2 separate regions of the Macaca mulatta genome follow, and region 1 is linked to region 2. Evidence: chromatin contacts called from public Hi-C data. All regions are on one chromosome and are shown on one strand. Each heading gives the region's core, a stretch centred on a gene start, on an enhancer-like site or on the middle of the called end of the contact. The rest is flanking DNA. Distances are from core to core; before and after follow the strand shown.

Region 1 (6,454 bases), core at 2,040-4,539, 110 kb before region 2:
GCAGCCTGAAGGAATGCTAAGGAGGTAGGTGAGGGATTGGGGGGCAGGCCCCTGCCCCCATTTCTTGGTTGTATAACAACACCTCATTAAAATAAAATCACACAGTGTATCTTTTATTAGACATTTTAATACCATATCAAAACACCTTGACTAATGAAGAAAGCTTTTCTCCCAAGCTTTGAACATTTTTTTAAACATTTTATAAGTTTTTTTTTGTATTTTAATATATAAATACAGAAACCTATCTTGCATGGGCTGATGCCACGTGTGAACATCAATGGCTAAAATGTTCTCAAACATAGTGCCTGAAAACAGGGGTAGCTGTACATATTTCTTAGTAAGTCTTTTTTTGTTTAAGTTTTCTGGGAAAAAAAATCCACAAGGGCCTAAGAATAAAGTTCAGGCATTTTTGCAGGACACTTGTGATTGTTAAATCCTCTGAACTGACCGGAACCAGGAGGAAAGAAGGGAAAAAGAGATGGGATCAGTGGGAAGAAAGTTCTCGATGGGTTGTTTTTTGGCAATGAAGTCAAGATATTAGGGTCTCAAAGGGAGAAAAGAGCAAAAAACCAAGCCAGAAAAATAGAAGAAAAAAAACCAAACCCAAAGTAGACAAGTTGGTGGTGGAGAAGGCCAGTTGGGGCAGGGGAAGAGACTGTGTGCTCGCCCACCGTCAGAAGGCTGGCGGCGAGGGCTTGGCTGTGTTCGTCTGTCACTGAGTGGGTTATGGCTGGGCAGCAAACAGCAAGCTGTAAACATCACGAGGGAAAACACCAGTCGACACTAGACTTTTTTTTTATATAATTTTTTTTTTTGTAAACACTTTAAAGACAGACCCACAATGCCTTTCAAAGATGAAAAAGAAAATGCCCTTTCCCTCCTGGGCTGAGGGGTGAGGGGAAGGATAGCAGTTGATTCATTCTTCTCTCAAACTTGCTCTCATCCAATTTGGTGTCCTCAGGGAGGAAGGGAGAACCATGATCTGGAAGTCAGTGCAGAAGGGGTGCCCTGTTCCCGCTGGTGTCCCAAGCTCAGCTCCGCCCCAGGGTCCGGTGAGCCTCCTCCCTGGAGCAGGGGCTCTCTGTCCCTGTGTGGACCGTAATAAATAAGTCGTGCTCCGTCGGGCCGAGGGCTGGCGGCTGCATCCCAGGGCAGCTGCATCCCGAGAGGGCAGGCGGGGCTGGGGCATCTACTACACAGGACCCCAGAAGTCAAACAGCACATGGGGAATTTGCAGCCATGCGCCTGGGCAGGTTCTACTCCCCTGCCTCACTCTCCCCCTGGCTCTTTCTTCTCCCCTTGTCATCAGTTTTTGAGGTGAAGGTAAAAAAAAAAGCAAATGTCCCTGATTTGTCTGACATCATCAGCTGTTCTGGGAGAGTTTACTTGGAATAAATAAAATAAACCTAACAAAAGAAAACAAAAACAAGAGAGAGAGAAAGGGAGGGGAAGAAGAGAGGCCCCAAAACCTTTGGCTGTGAGATGGAGTTCGGCTTTTGGTTTTTATGGGGGTTTTGTCTACTTGTTTGCCAGAAAAAGGAAAATGCCAGCCCAGAACTTGGAAGGGACAGGTGAGATGGGGGTCAGGGGTGGATGGCTGGCAGCAAGCGGGGTACCCTTGGGGAAGAAATGGGGAGGCCAGACCCAGCGGTGAGCCAGAGCGATGTGTGGAGTCAGCACCCAGTGCTGTGGGATGGAGGGATCGAGATCGAGTCTGGCCTGGAGGCCTCAGATTCATCTGGAAGCGGCATGGGAAGAAGCAGTGGTCAAATGATCACTGACGAGCACTTTGTAGGGAACAATGCACCGCTGCCCATGGCTGTCTGTTTAGTAAGTGCAATGTCCTTATGGCAACAGGGAGTGAGATTATCCCCGTTACCAGAGAAGAGGCAGAGACTCAGAGCTCAGCGAGGATGAGACCATGCCAGGCACAAACCCAGCGCTCAGGCTCCTTTTCCTGCCCGTGCACATTCCCAGGGGATATTCCTGAACTTTCTTTAGGAATGTAGAATGTACTGGTCTCTTCCCCAGCTGATCCTAACTCTTCTGAGCCTGTTCTTCATAACTGCCCATGTTGATTTGTATCTCTTGTCCTTCCCAGGGAAAATCATTTCCAGATGACTAATTGATAAGGTTCTCCTTCCCTCTGCTCCTGCTTTCTTCTCAGTGGCATAAGGGCAGCCCTGCTCCCTAAACTGCATGCCCCCAAAGTGACCTGACCCCAAGCCTTGAGCCGGGAGCACCCCCAAACGCGGGCTCACCTTTGAGAGGAGTCAGCAAGCAAGCCCGCAGGTCAGTCCGCAGGGTGTTCCGGACAAGATCTGTTCACTTCAAACCACGAGTCTATGCAGCTGGGGGGAGGGGGCCGCAAGGGAAACCACATTACCTGCTGCCCAGGCTGCTTTGAAGGGGCTCTTTCAAAGGGCCAGATTCCTGAGCAGGAGCTTCCTAAGTCTCTTCTGAAAGGACCCCAGAGAAACACAATCATGTCCCCAGACATGGCTACTTTCTGAAGCACGAAGAAGGGAGAACACCAAGATTAGTCTTGGCCCAGCCAGAGGCAGTGGTGGTGGGTACTGGCTCAGGGGGATCTGGTGCTGTAGGAAGGGGGAGAGTGGCCTTGAGAAGGACCAAAGCTTTCTGTGCACAGGGCCCAGGAGGATGGCAGCAGCCACCAGTGAGGTGAGAGCGGTGGACCCCGCAGGGCAGCTAGTCAGCTGTCTCTAAGACTCCAAGGACAGGGAAATGGGAACAATGGCACGGCAGAAGGGCCATGGCTCTGGGCGCCAGGGTCCTGAAAGAGCTCCTTCCTGGGTCAAAAGAACAGCTGTGAGGCTCCCTCCCAGTGGGTGACCTCTTAGGAGAGCCCCAAGCTCTACCCTCTCAGCCGTGATCAGCTGATAGCAGCATCTAGTCCTTACTGCAAGAGGCAGGAGGGGAGTCAGACCAGAGACAGTCAGCCCTGGTGTCCAGTGTTTACAGAGCAAGGCCCTCTGCATCAAAGAGGGAACAGAGATTGCCCCAAGACAGCTTCCTGATTTGTAAACCAACATCTGGGCATTTTCAAAGACAGGAACCAGACAGATAATTTGCATAATTCTCCCTGAGAGTCAAAGATTTCCTTTTCTGGTTCTGGTTAGTGCCTCCCTGGGACACAAGCAAGGCTCCGTGCTGGGAGCTAGACCAAGAATCTCTCCCAGGCCAGCCTTGAGCCTCCTCTGCACCAGCCATGCCGCGTGTCGTGCCTGGTTGTCATCCTGTGCAGCAGTGGCCCTGAGAGTCAGGCTTTGAAAGACCTGAGTGTCAGGAAGCAGCTCTGGGCTCAAGGATTCAGCAGGTGCTGGCGACAGGCAGCACAGTGTCCTCCTCTCTTGGGCAAGAGGATGCCTTCCTTCTGGCTGGAAACAAGGACCAGGCTCACACTGGAGCCTGAGGGTGAATCTGGGCCTGCTACTTACAACTGCTCCCAGTGCTGTGGCCCCACAGGAAATGGCTCTTCCTGCCTCCTGGCCCTCTAGGGAGAAGGTCAGTGCAAGGCAGTGGGCACACCCTCCGCCTGGCCTTCCTCGCACAGATTGATGTTCTCCCCCCGTGGAGCAGAGGGCCCGTAGAAGAAGAAGAGGCAGGGAGACAGACGGAGAACCAACCTTCCCGGTGGCATCCTAAGCTCCTCCAACCTGTGAGGCTCCACAGGCCTCCCCATCAGCTCCCACCACCTGAGTCCTCAAACCAGAGCACACCTCTGGCAACTCAGCTCTGCCCTGCGCTTGGGATGCTCGCACCTTCCCGCCGGCACAGTGGACACCTGTCTGACAGCCTCTGCTCTTACCCACTCGGAGCCAGAGGTTGGGGGAGAGATCATCCCATAACCAAAGGAAACAGAATGGCTGGAGATAGGGGTCTGCCCCTCTGGGAGGTGGGGTGCACTGAGCTACCCTGCCAAACCCTCCTACCTTTTGTGATAGATGCACAGGCAGGGCAGCCTGGCTATCGTGTCCCCCTGCAGCAGCTCCTCCAGGCAGATCACACACTCACCCGCATCTTTAGTCAGCACATCATCTGCAAGGGGGACAGGGGAGAGTGCAAGAGGGTTAGTCACCAGTGGACAGGTGGCACGGGGCAGGTGAGAGCCTAGGAACTAGGGAACTGCTAAGCTGCCCCAAGCTGTGCTCGGCTCTGCAGGGGACACAGAAACCCAAGAGGGACCTTGACTCTCACCATGGAGATAGATAATGCGTGGACACCACATGTTAATTACCCAAAGACAAAATGGGATTAATCCCAACACGCAATTAACCAAAAGCCTAGGTGACAGTGGACAAAAAAGGCTTGGTGAAGGGTAGACACGAAGCAGGGGCAACATGAGGCAAGCTGTTTCCCTCCACAGATGCTTTCCCTAAACACACACACAGCTGGTGCGCTGATGTCTGGTTTAGAAAAATATGGTAATGGAGAGAGTGGTAGGAGGCAAGAATGAGAGGAAGAAACTGGTCCCCAAGAAAATCCTTGTGCATGGAGGTTCACAGCAGCGTTGTTCACAACAGCCCAAAGGTGGAAACAACCCAGTGTCTACCAGCTGTGCAACGGATCCACAGAGATGATGTATCCAGACGATGGAATACTACTCAGTCAGGAAAAGGAAGAACTGCCACATGCTACAACATGGATAAATGTCAAAAATATTACATAAAGTAAAAGAAACCACCTATTGTATGAACCCACTCATATGAAATGTCCAGAATAGATACATTCATAGAGAGAAAGGAGATTGGGATTGGGGACGGGGGAAACGGGGAGTGACTACTTAATGGGGAAGGGGTTTTCTTTCCCCCACCCTTTTATTTGAGGTGGAGTCTCACTTTGTCGCCCAGGCTGCAGTGTAGTGGCACTATCTCGGCTCACTGCAATCCCCGCCTCCTGGGTTCAAGTGATTCTCCTGTCTCAGCCTCCCAAGTACCTGGGATTACAGGCGCCCACCACTACGTCTGGCTCATTTTTGTATTTTTAGTAGAGATGGCTTTCACCATGTTGGCCGGGCTGGTCTTGAACTTCTGACCTTGTGATCTGCCCACCTTGGCCTCTCAAAGTGCTGGGATTAAGGCATGAGCCACCACGCCCGACCCATTTTTCCCCTTTTAAAAACTTTTTTGTGGTAAGACTAACATATGCTGTATCCTCCTTTTTTTTTTTTTTTTTTTTTTGAGACAGAGTCTCGCTTAGTCGCCCAGGCTGGAGTGCAGTGGCGCGATCTCGGCTCACTGCAAGCTCCGCCTCCCGGGTTCACGCCATTCTCCTGCCTCAGCCTCCCGAGTAGCTGGGACTACAGGCGCCCGCCGCCTCGCCCGGCTAATTTTTTGCATTTTTAGTAGAGACGGGGTTTCACAGTGTTAGCCAGGATGGTCTCGATCTCCTGACCTTGTGATCCGCCCGCCTCGGCCTCCCAAAGTGCTGGGATTACAGGCTTGAGCCACCGCGCCCGGCCGCTGTATCCTCTTAATAAATCTTCAAGTATACAATACAGTATTGTCAACTGTAGGCACTATGTTGTACGGGAGATGTCTAGAACTTACTCATCTTGCATAACTAAAATGTTACACCCATTAATGCACCACTCCCCTCCCCCTCGCCCAGCCCCTGGCCGCCACTAGTTTTCTCCTCTCTGCTTCTGTGAGTTTGACTATTTTAGCTACCTCATATAAGTGGAATCACATCAGAGGTTTTCTTGTGGGGCAATGAAGTGTTTGGAACCAGATAAAGATGGGGGTTGTGAATGTCCTAAATGCTATTAAATTGCACATATAAAAATGGTTAATTTTATGGTGAATTTCATCTCAATGTTTAAAAAGAAAGAAACAAAAATGACCCTGCTCACCATCCCAAAAAGAAGAAATGGAAGGAAGCTCCTTGCACCTGTGGGAACCCAGTGGTTTTTATTAAGTCCTATGACATTCTGCGTGCCGGCGACAGTGAATAGTCGTGATCTTGGGATTCAAGCAGCTCACAGACTAGTAGGGATGCCGAACGAGGAGACCAAAAGGCACAGCGTGAGGACTTCCAGGACATCTTCTGACGCGCAGGCCCAGGGGCGAGGGAATGGAGAAAGAGGCCTCATCAGGCTGTTCCAGGAAGGCTTTGGAGAAGGCTGAGGATGGATGAGGCTGGGGTGGTGACGGGAGATTCTGGGCACAGGGAACAGCCTTGTGTTCTGCTGTGGTGACTGGGGCTGACAACAAGGAGTGCGCAGCAGCCCTGCGTGTGCCGATGGGGGCAGTGGGGCAAACAGCAGGTGCCTGCGCTAAGGGAGGGTGCCCAGAAGGAAAGCATGAGAAGGAAGGGACGGATTCTGAGTTGGGTGGGAGGAGGCCTGGCCAGCTGATGGAGACCTCCAGGAGGCTGCTGAAGCCTAGAGCTGAGGTTTGGAACAGAGACATGGGTGCCAGGCATGGATGTGGGA
Region 2 (6,818 bases), core at 710-3,209:
TATTACCCTCCATAAAGTACCCTAAAGGCAGGAGCAATCTTTCCCCTACACAATATCTAAATTTTCCCAACTCACCCAAAAGAAACTTAAGATGTAACTTATTCACTCAACTTGCCAATTAGCAAACAGCGGCCCCACACACCTTTTGGCCAATTTTCTAGAAGCCTGACCTAGCAGACAGACCTGTTTTCCTCCTGCCAGGCCTTTTTAGCCCTCCCAGTAGGAGCCTGGGAAATCCCCCTCCAACCTTTTGCTGGCCTGTCACCAGAAGTTCATAAAATGAATTCATCCAGATTCTCTGAATCCTCCTTTCCCCCAGTCATGTGCCAACAGTCAGGCAATAATGCCCCACCTTGACAGGCTCCCTGTTACAAAAAGATGCAGATTCACGGGAAGACCAAGCACTTAGCATGGAGCAGAAGAAAAAAGATGGAGGGAGGTGAGAGTCGTGGAGCCAAGTCTGCTGCATGCAGTACGGGTGACCAGAGCCCTGGTCCTGCAAAGCCCCCGCGAGACTCGCCGGCTGGGCCCTCCGTACAGCAGCCACACCTGTCTATGCCAGCCGCCTGCCGGCTGCTCCATTTTAAACATTTCAAACAGATCTCCAGCAGGGTGGCACAACTGGGCACCTCTCTCTCCCAGCAAGAGTGAGAGCCCTAATCCAGGCATCACTCGCCCCTAATTTTATTTCATTTTCATACTCTCTGTTTTGGAGACACTGCTTGCTCCAACTGGCTCCATCTCTCCGTTACTGGTGAGGCAGGCACAGTGCTGCAGTGGCAGAATGGAAGCACCCAGGCTGACTTGCTCTCAGCCAGAGAAGACCGCTTCTCTGAGGAGGGAGATGCCAATAAATGGGACTCCAATAGGTAGGCTTCGCTCTGCCCTTCCACAAGTGAACACACGCCGGGAGTCCTACATCGCCAGGCTCCGCAACCTTGCAGAAAGCCTAGTTCCCAGAGGGTAGGTATCCCATTCATCCCTTGGCATCGGGAACCAAAGGGAAGGCAGACAGATCCCGGTCGTGCACTATATTCCCAAACCTTGGCACGCGCGCGAAGGCTTGGGGCGCCCCGGCGCGCCCTCCCTCCGAGGCCTCCACCACCGTGGACTCACCACTGTGCGAGCTGAACCACCTGGGTGCGATGTGCAGAGGTAGAGCATCCGCCAGCGAGGCTCGGGAGCCCAGGTACAGCATCCCGTCTCTATGGTGACTGCCGCCCGTCTCCTGGTAACCATTGCCATGGGCATAGGTGGAGTCGGACGCGGACCCTCCGCCGCCGGGCGCCCTCTCAGAGTCGCCGGTGCCCCGGGAGGCGGGGGTGTAGAGGCCAAAGGGCACCCCCCCTGCTGTGCTGGGGTCCATGCCCATGCCTGCCACCGAGCTGACCGAGCGGCTGCGCAGCCCCATGGCCCCGCCGCCCGTCCGGTAGTGCCCGAAATGGGGCGCCCCTCCCGGCGGCGGCACGGCGCTGTCATCGGTGGAGACCCCCGGGAAGGGGCCCCGGGAGCGGGTCGCCGTGCTCTGCTTGCCCCCCATGCTCGCCCGGGCCCCGGTGGGGCGGGAACCTGGAGGCCGAGACCCTCCCCCACTTCTCAGCAGCGGGGGGAGGGCTGGGCGAGCATAAAGAGGGAGGGAGTCAAAAAGGAGACCCGAAGGGAGAAAAGAAAAAAGCAAAAGAAAAAAGGAAAAAACCCGCGGGGCGGAAGAGGCAGGCGGGCGGGCGGGGATCCCAAACTCAGAATTTCAAACGATCCAAGCCAAACGCATGTTTCCCCTCAAGGTCCAAAGAGGCGCAGTCCGGCGCGGGCTCCGCGCGCCACAGGCCGCCCCCGGGCTCCGAAAGCCGGGGGAGCCGCAGGGAAGGAGGGAGGGAGGCGGCGGCGAGAGGCAGGCGGGCGCGGGGAGGCGCCGGAGGAGGCCGCCCGCCCCGCGGGAGGAGGAGGAGGACCGGGGGCGCCAGGCGCGTCCCCCGCCTCAGGACGCCGCGACCATGGACGGCGGCCCGGACCTCTCCAGGCCTCGGGCGGGCCGCGGCGCTGGGCGGCCAGGCGCAGCTCGGGAAGCCGCGGTCGCGTCGTGTCGCGCTCTCGCTTCAGTCGCCGCCGGCCCCGCCAGCCGCGCCACCCCGCTCGGTCCCGGGCAGCGCTTGCCGGCGCTCCTGGCCGCCGTGGAGACAATGGAGGGCGGCAGAGCGCAGGCGCGGCCTGCGCCCCCTCCCCCTCCCCCCGTCGGGTTAACCCTTTCGCGGCCCCTGCGGCGCCCGGGCAGCTGACGCCCCAGCAGTCCCCACCCACCGCCCGCCCCCGGCCGGCCTGTGACCTGGGCGGCCTGAGCCACTGGGCGTTAGCCACAGAAACCAGATGTCTTTGAAAAGCAAACACTTCTTAAGTCCCCGAAAATGGCAAATTATTCAGGGGGAACCACGTATGGGGGAGGGGCAGCAATGGTTCGAGGGGGTGGGAAGGAAACACCGGGAAGAAGGAGATTTACTCCTTACGCCTACCTGGCTCTGAGGGTCACCAGTCGAGCTCCCCTCCTGGCACAAATTTGCCCCCACAGCACCCTCTGGTGGACGTGATGTCCATTCTTTCGGGGGTTCCCCATCCAAGCACCCCTCAGGTCCGGAATCTCAACATTTGGCGGGGTTTAGCTATTTGGGGGTAAACAGCGCCATGGGGACACTTGTGAATCCGGAGTGTTGCTGACACTAGGTCAGAACTTCCTATTTTGGGCTTAAGCAAATGAGTAGATTCCTTAGCTAAAATGTAATTTTCAGAACCAATAGAGGTACCATAAAATGTGAATAGATATGGATATGGAAATAGAACTACGTAGCTAGAAGTGATTATAGAAACCTTCTGTCCAAGGTTGGAGCCCTGTTTTGTTTACCATGTTCTGTGTTTCGGCCTACACCACGGCCAAGGACACGGTGGGTACTCAATAGGTGTATTGTTGACCAAGCCTGCATCATTTTGCAAGGGAGGGTTCCTTTGATACCTCAGTCCGTCTTTCTCTCCTATATTCACATTCATTCAGCGAACAATTGTTTTTCTTTTTCTTTTTTTTCTTTCTTTTTTTTTCTTTTTTTTTTTTTTTTTTTTGAGACGTAATCTCACTCTGTCACCCAGGCTGGAGTGGAGTGGCCTAATCTCGGCTCATCGCAACCTCCGCCTCCCAGGTTCAAGCGATTCTCCTGCCTCAGCCTCCTGAGTAGCTGGGATTACAGGCGCGTGTCACTGCACCCGGCTAATTTTTTGTATTTTTAGTAGAGACAGGGTTTCACCATATTGGCCAGGCTGGTCTTGAACTCCTGACCTCAGGTAATCCGCCCGCCTTGGCCTCCCGAAGTGTTAGAATTACAGGCGTGAGCCACCACACCTGGCCTGTTTTTCTTTTCCTTTCTTTCTTTCTTTCTTTTTTTTTTTTTGAGATGGAGTCTTGCTCTGTAGCCCAGGCTGGACAACCTCCGCCTTCCAGGTTCAAGCAATTCTCCTGCCTCAGCCTCCTGAGTAAAAGTCTGTTAAAAATTTGAAAATCAGGCCAGGACATGGTGACTCGCTTGTAATCCCAGCACTCTAGGAGACGGAGTGGGGCGGGGGGCGGGGGGGATCACCTGGGGTCAGGAGTTTGAGACCAGCCTGGCCAACATGGTGAAACCCTGTTTCTACTAAAAAACTAAAAATAGAAAATAAATACATTAGCCAGGTGTGGTAGCTCACGCCTATGGTCCCAGGTACTTGGGTAGCTGAGGCAGAAAAATGGCTCGAACCCGGGAGGCAGAGGTTACAATGAACTGACATCACATCACTGCACTCCAGACTGGGCAACAGAAAGAGACTGTCTCAAAAAATATATATACGTACATACATTAATATATAGTAGAGATGGGAGTTTCCCTATGTTGCCCAGGCCGGAACTCCTGGCCTCAAGCAGTCCTCCCACTTCAGCCTCACAAAGTGCTGGGATTACATCATGAGCCACTGTGACAGCTAAACAACTGTTTATCAAGTGCTAGGTGCTGGCTGTGAGGATCACACAGTCCCTGGCTTAACTGACTTCTACCTATTAAATGACCCCAGATACTTCTAAACTGGGGGGCCAAAACAGGGTGTAGAGAAATATTAAAAGAAAACCAAAAGAGCAAGGCTAGCCTGTCACAGATATTGATTGTTCCAGTGTCGCCAGCCTGGAAACAGGAGGAAAGCTATTTGCAAGCACGAAATACCTGGAGGTGAGCAAACAGCCTTATAGAAGTAAGAGTTGTTGGCCGGGCGCGGTGGCTCAAGCCTGTAATCCCAGCACTTTGGGAGGCTGAGACGGGCAGATCACGAGGTCAGGAGATCGAGACCATCCTGGCTAACATGGTGAAACCCCGTCTCTACTAAAAAATACAAAAAACTAGCCGGGCGAGGTGGCAGGTGCCTGTAGTCCCAGCTACTCGGGAGGCTGAGGCAGGAGAATGGCGTAAACCCAGGAGGCGGAGCTTGCAGTGAGCTGAGATCCGGCCACTGTACTCCAGCCTGGACCACAAAGTGAGACTCCGTCTCAAAAAAAAAAAAAAAAGAAGTAAGAGTTGTTTGCTAGAGAAATAAAAATAGGAAGAAACAAAATGTGCCAACATCTAATAAATTATCTGTAGGTGCCTATATGAGTATGTGTATACCTAAAGAGGCAAAACAAGAAAGCTTAAATTTAATCCAATTTGCTTGTAGAAGAAAGACTATGGTATCAGAAGAGTGGTTCAGTACTATACTAACAACAAAAGAAAAGGTATTAGACCCCTTGGAAGATCCCTATTAGAGAGATAAATACATGATACCCATTGTAACTATCCAAATAGCTTTTGATTTATCCATTCACTCAACAGTTTTTTAGTGTATTTAACAAAATATTTAGTATGTAATAAATTCCAGGCACTGTAGTAGGTTGTGGGATACAGTGCTGAACCAGACAGATGGAGTCCCTGTTCTCATAGAACTTCAGAAGAAACATTTCACACCCACTTGAATGGCTATAATCAAAGAGAAGGGCAATAGTAAGTATTGATGAGAGGTGGAAAAATTGGAACCCTTGTACCTTGCTGGTGGAAATGTAAAATGGTGCAGCTGCTTTGGAAAATAGTCTATCAGTTCCTCAAAAAGATTAAATATGGAGTTACACGACCCAGCAATTCCACTCCTACCTAGGTATAGTTCCGAGAGAAAGCAAAACATATGTCTACAGAAAAATGTGTACATAAATGTTCATAGCAGCATTATTCAAAAGAGCCAAAAGGTGGAAACAACCCAAATGCCCATCAGTTGATAAAGAGGTAAACCAAAGGTGGTGTATCTATACAATGAAATAGTATTCAGCCATAAAAAGGAATAAAGTACTGATTCATACTACAACATGGATGAATCTTGTAAAATCACATTACAGGCTTAAGTCACGGCACCCCACCAATACTTATTGATCTATATTGATCAATACTTATTGATCTATATGGAAGCCAGCCATAAAAGACCATATATTGTATGATTTCACTTATATGAAATGTCCAGAATAGGCAAATCCATGGAGACAGAAAGATTAGTGATTGCCATGGCTTCAGGGAGGGGAGAATGGAAAATGACTACTAATAGGTTTCTTTCTTTTTTTTTATTTTTATTTATTTATTTATTTTTTGAGATGGAGTCTTGCTCCATTACCCAAGCTGGTGCACAGTGGCATGATCTTGGCTCACTGCAACCTCCACCTCCCAGGTTCAAGTGATTCTTCTGCCTCAACCTCCCAAGTAGCTGGGATTACAGGCACATGCCACCACGTGACACTAATTTTTTTTTTTTTTTTTGAGACGGAGTCTTGCTCTGTTGTCACCCAGGGTGGAGTGCAGTGGTGCAATCTCAGCTCACTGCAACTTCCGCCTCCCAGGTTCAAGCGATTCTCATGCCTCAGCCTCCTGAGTAGCTGGGATTACAGGCGCGTGCCACCACACCCAGCTAATTTTCGTATTTTTAGTAGAGACCGGGTTTCACCATGTTTTGTCAGACTGGTATCAAACTCCTGACCTTGTGATCTGCCCACCTTGGCCTCCCAAAGTGCTGGGATTACAGGCGTGAGCCACCGTGCCTGGCCGCTAATTCTTTTTTTTGAGACAAGTCTTCCTCACATGATCCACTTGCCCCAGCCTCCCAGAGTAGCTGGGATTACAGACATGAGCCACTGCACCCGGCCTCTTTCTGTTTTTTTTTGTTTTTTTTTGTTTTTTAAATTTTTTAATTTTTGATTTTTGTGGTTGCAAAGTAGGTGTCTTTCTGTTTTATTCATTTATTTATTTAGAGACAGAGTCTCACTTTGTCACCCAGGCTGGAGTGCAGTGGTGTAATCTCAGCTCACTGCGACCTCTGCCTCCTGGGTTCAAACAATTCTCACGCCTCAGCCCCCTGAGTAGCTGCGATTACAGGTGTGTGCCACCATACCCGGCTAATTTTTTTTTTTTTTTTGTAAAGATGAGGTTTCGCCACGCTGGCCAGGCTGGTCTCGAACTACTGGCCTCAAGTGATCCACCCGCCTTGGCCTTTCAAAGTGCTGGGATTACAGGCATGAGCCACTACACCTGGTCTTGTTTTTTTAAATCACTTTTTTTTTTTTTGGTAATTGAATGAATTTCTTTTTGAAGTGATAAAAATGTTTGGGAATTGGGTAATGGTGATGCTTGCACAGACTTGTAGATATACTAAGAACCGCTGAATTATACACTTAAAAGGGTGAATTTTAGGGCATCTGAATTACACTACCATACCATATAGATCAATAAGTATTGGTGGGGTGC

The links. A called contact is a pair of places that touch in the nucleus more often than the background predicts.
Region 1: a contact with region 2 is called in a Hi-C map of fibroblasts, with 4 times the contacts expected there. The contact joins the enhancer-like site here to the promoter of ZNRF1 in region 2. A contact is called at or near these places in 7 of 14 Hi-C or Micro-C datasets (CD4 T cells, blood, fetal cortex germinal zone and 4 more).

Annotation. Positions count from the first base shown.
Region 1 is chr20:70,426,461-70,432,914 of T2T-MMU8v2.0, reverse strand. ZNRF1 (zinc and ring finger 1) reads right to left here. Exons shown (of 5, transcript NM_001194453.2): 3 at 3,954-4,059; 4 at 2,262-2,351; 5 at 126-1,087. The coding sequence ends at 2,294. Among named protein-coding and RNA genes, the nearest start is that of LDHD, 11 kb to the left of the region's middle. Within about 2 kb of position 3,289, at least 14 of the 40 cell types and tissues checked have an H3K27ac peak or open chromatin away from gene starts, as enhancers often do.
Region 2 is chr20:70,319,265-70,326,082 of T2T-MMU8v2.0, reverse strand. ZNRF1 (zinc and ring finger 1) reads right to left here and starts at 1,959. Exons shown (of 5, transcript NM_001194453.2): 1 at 1,117-1,959. The coding sequence starts at 1,540.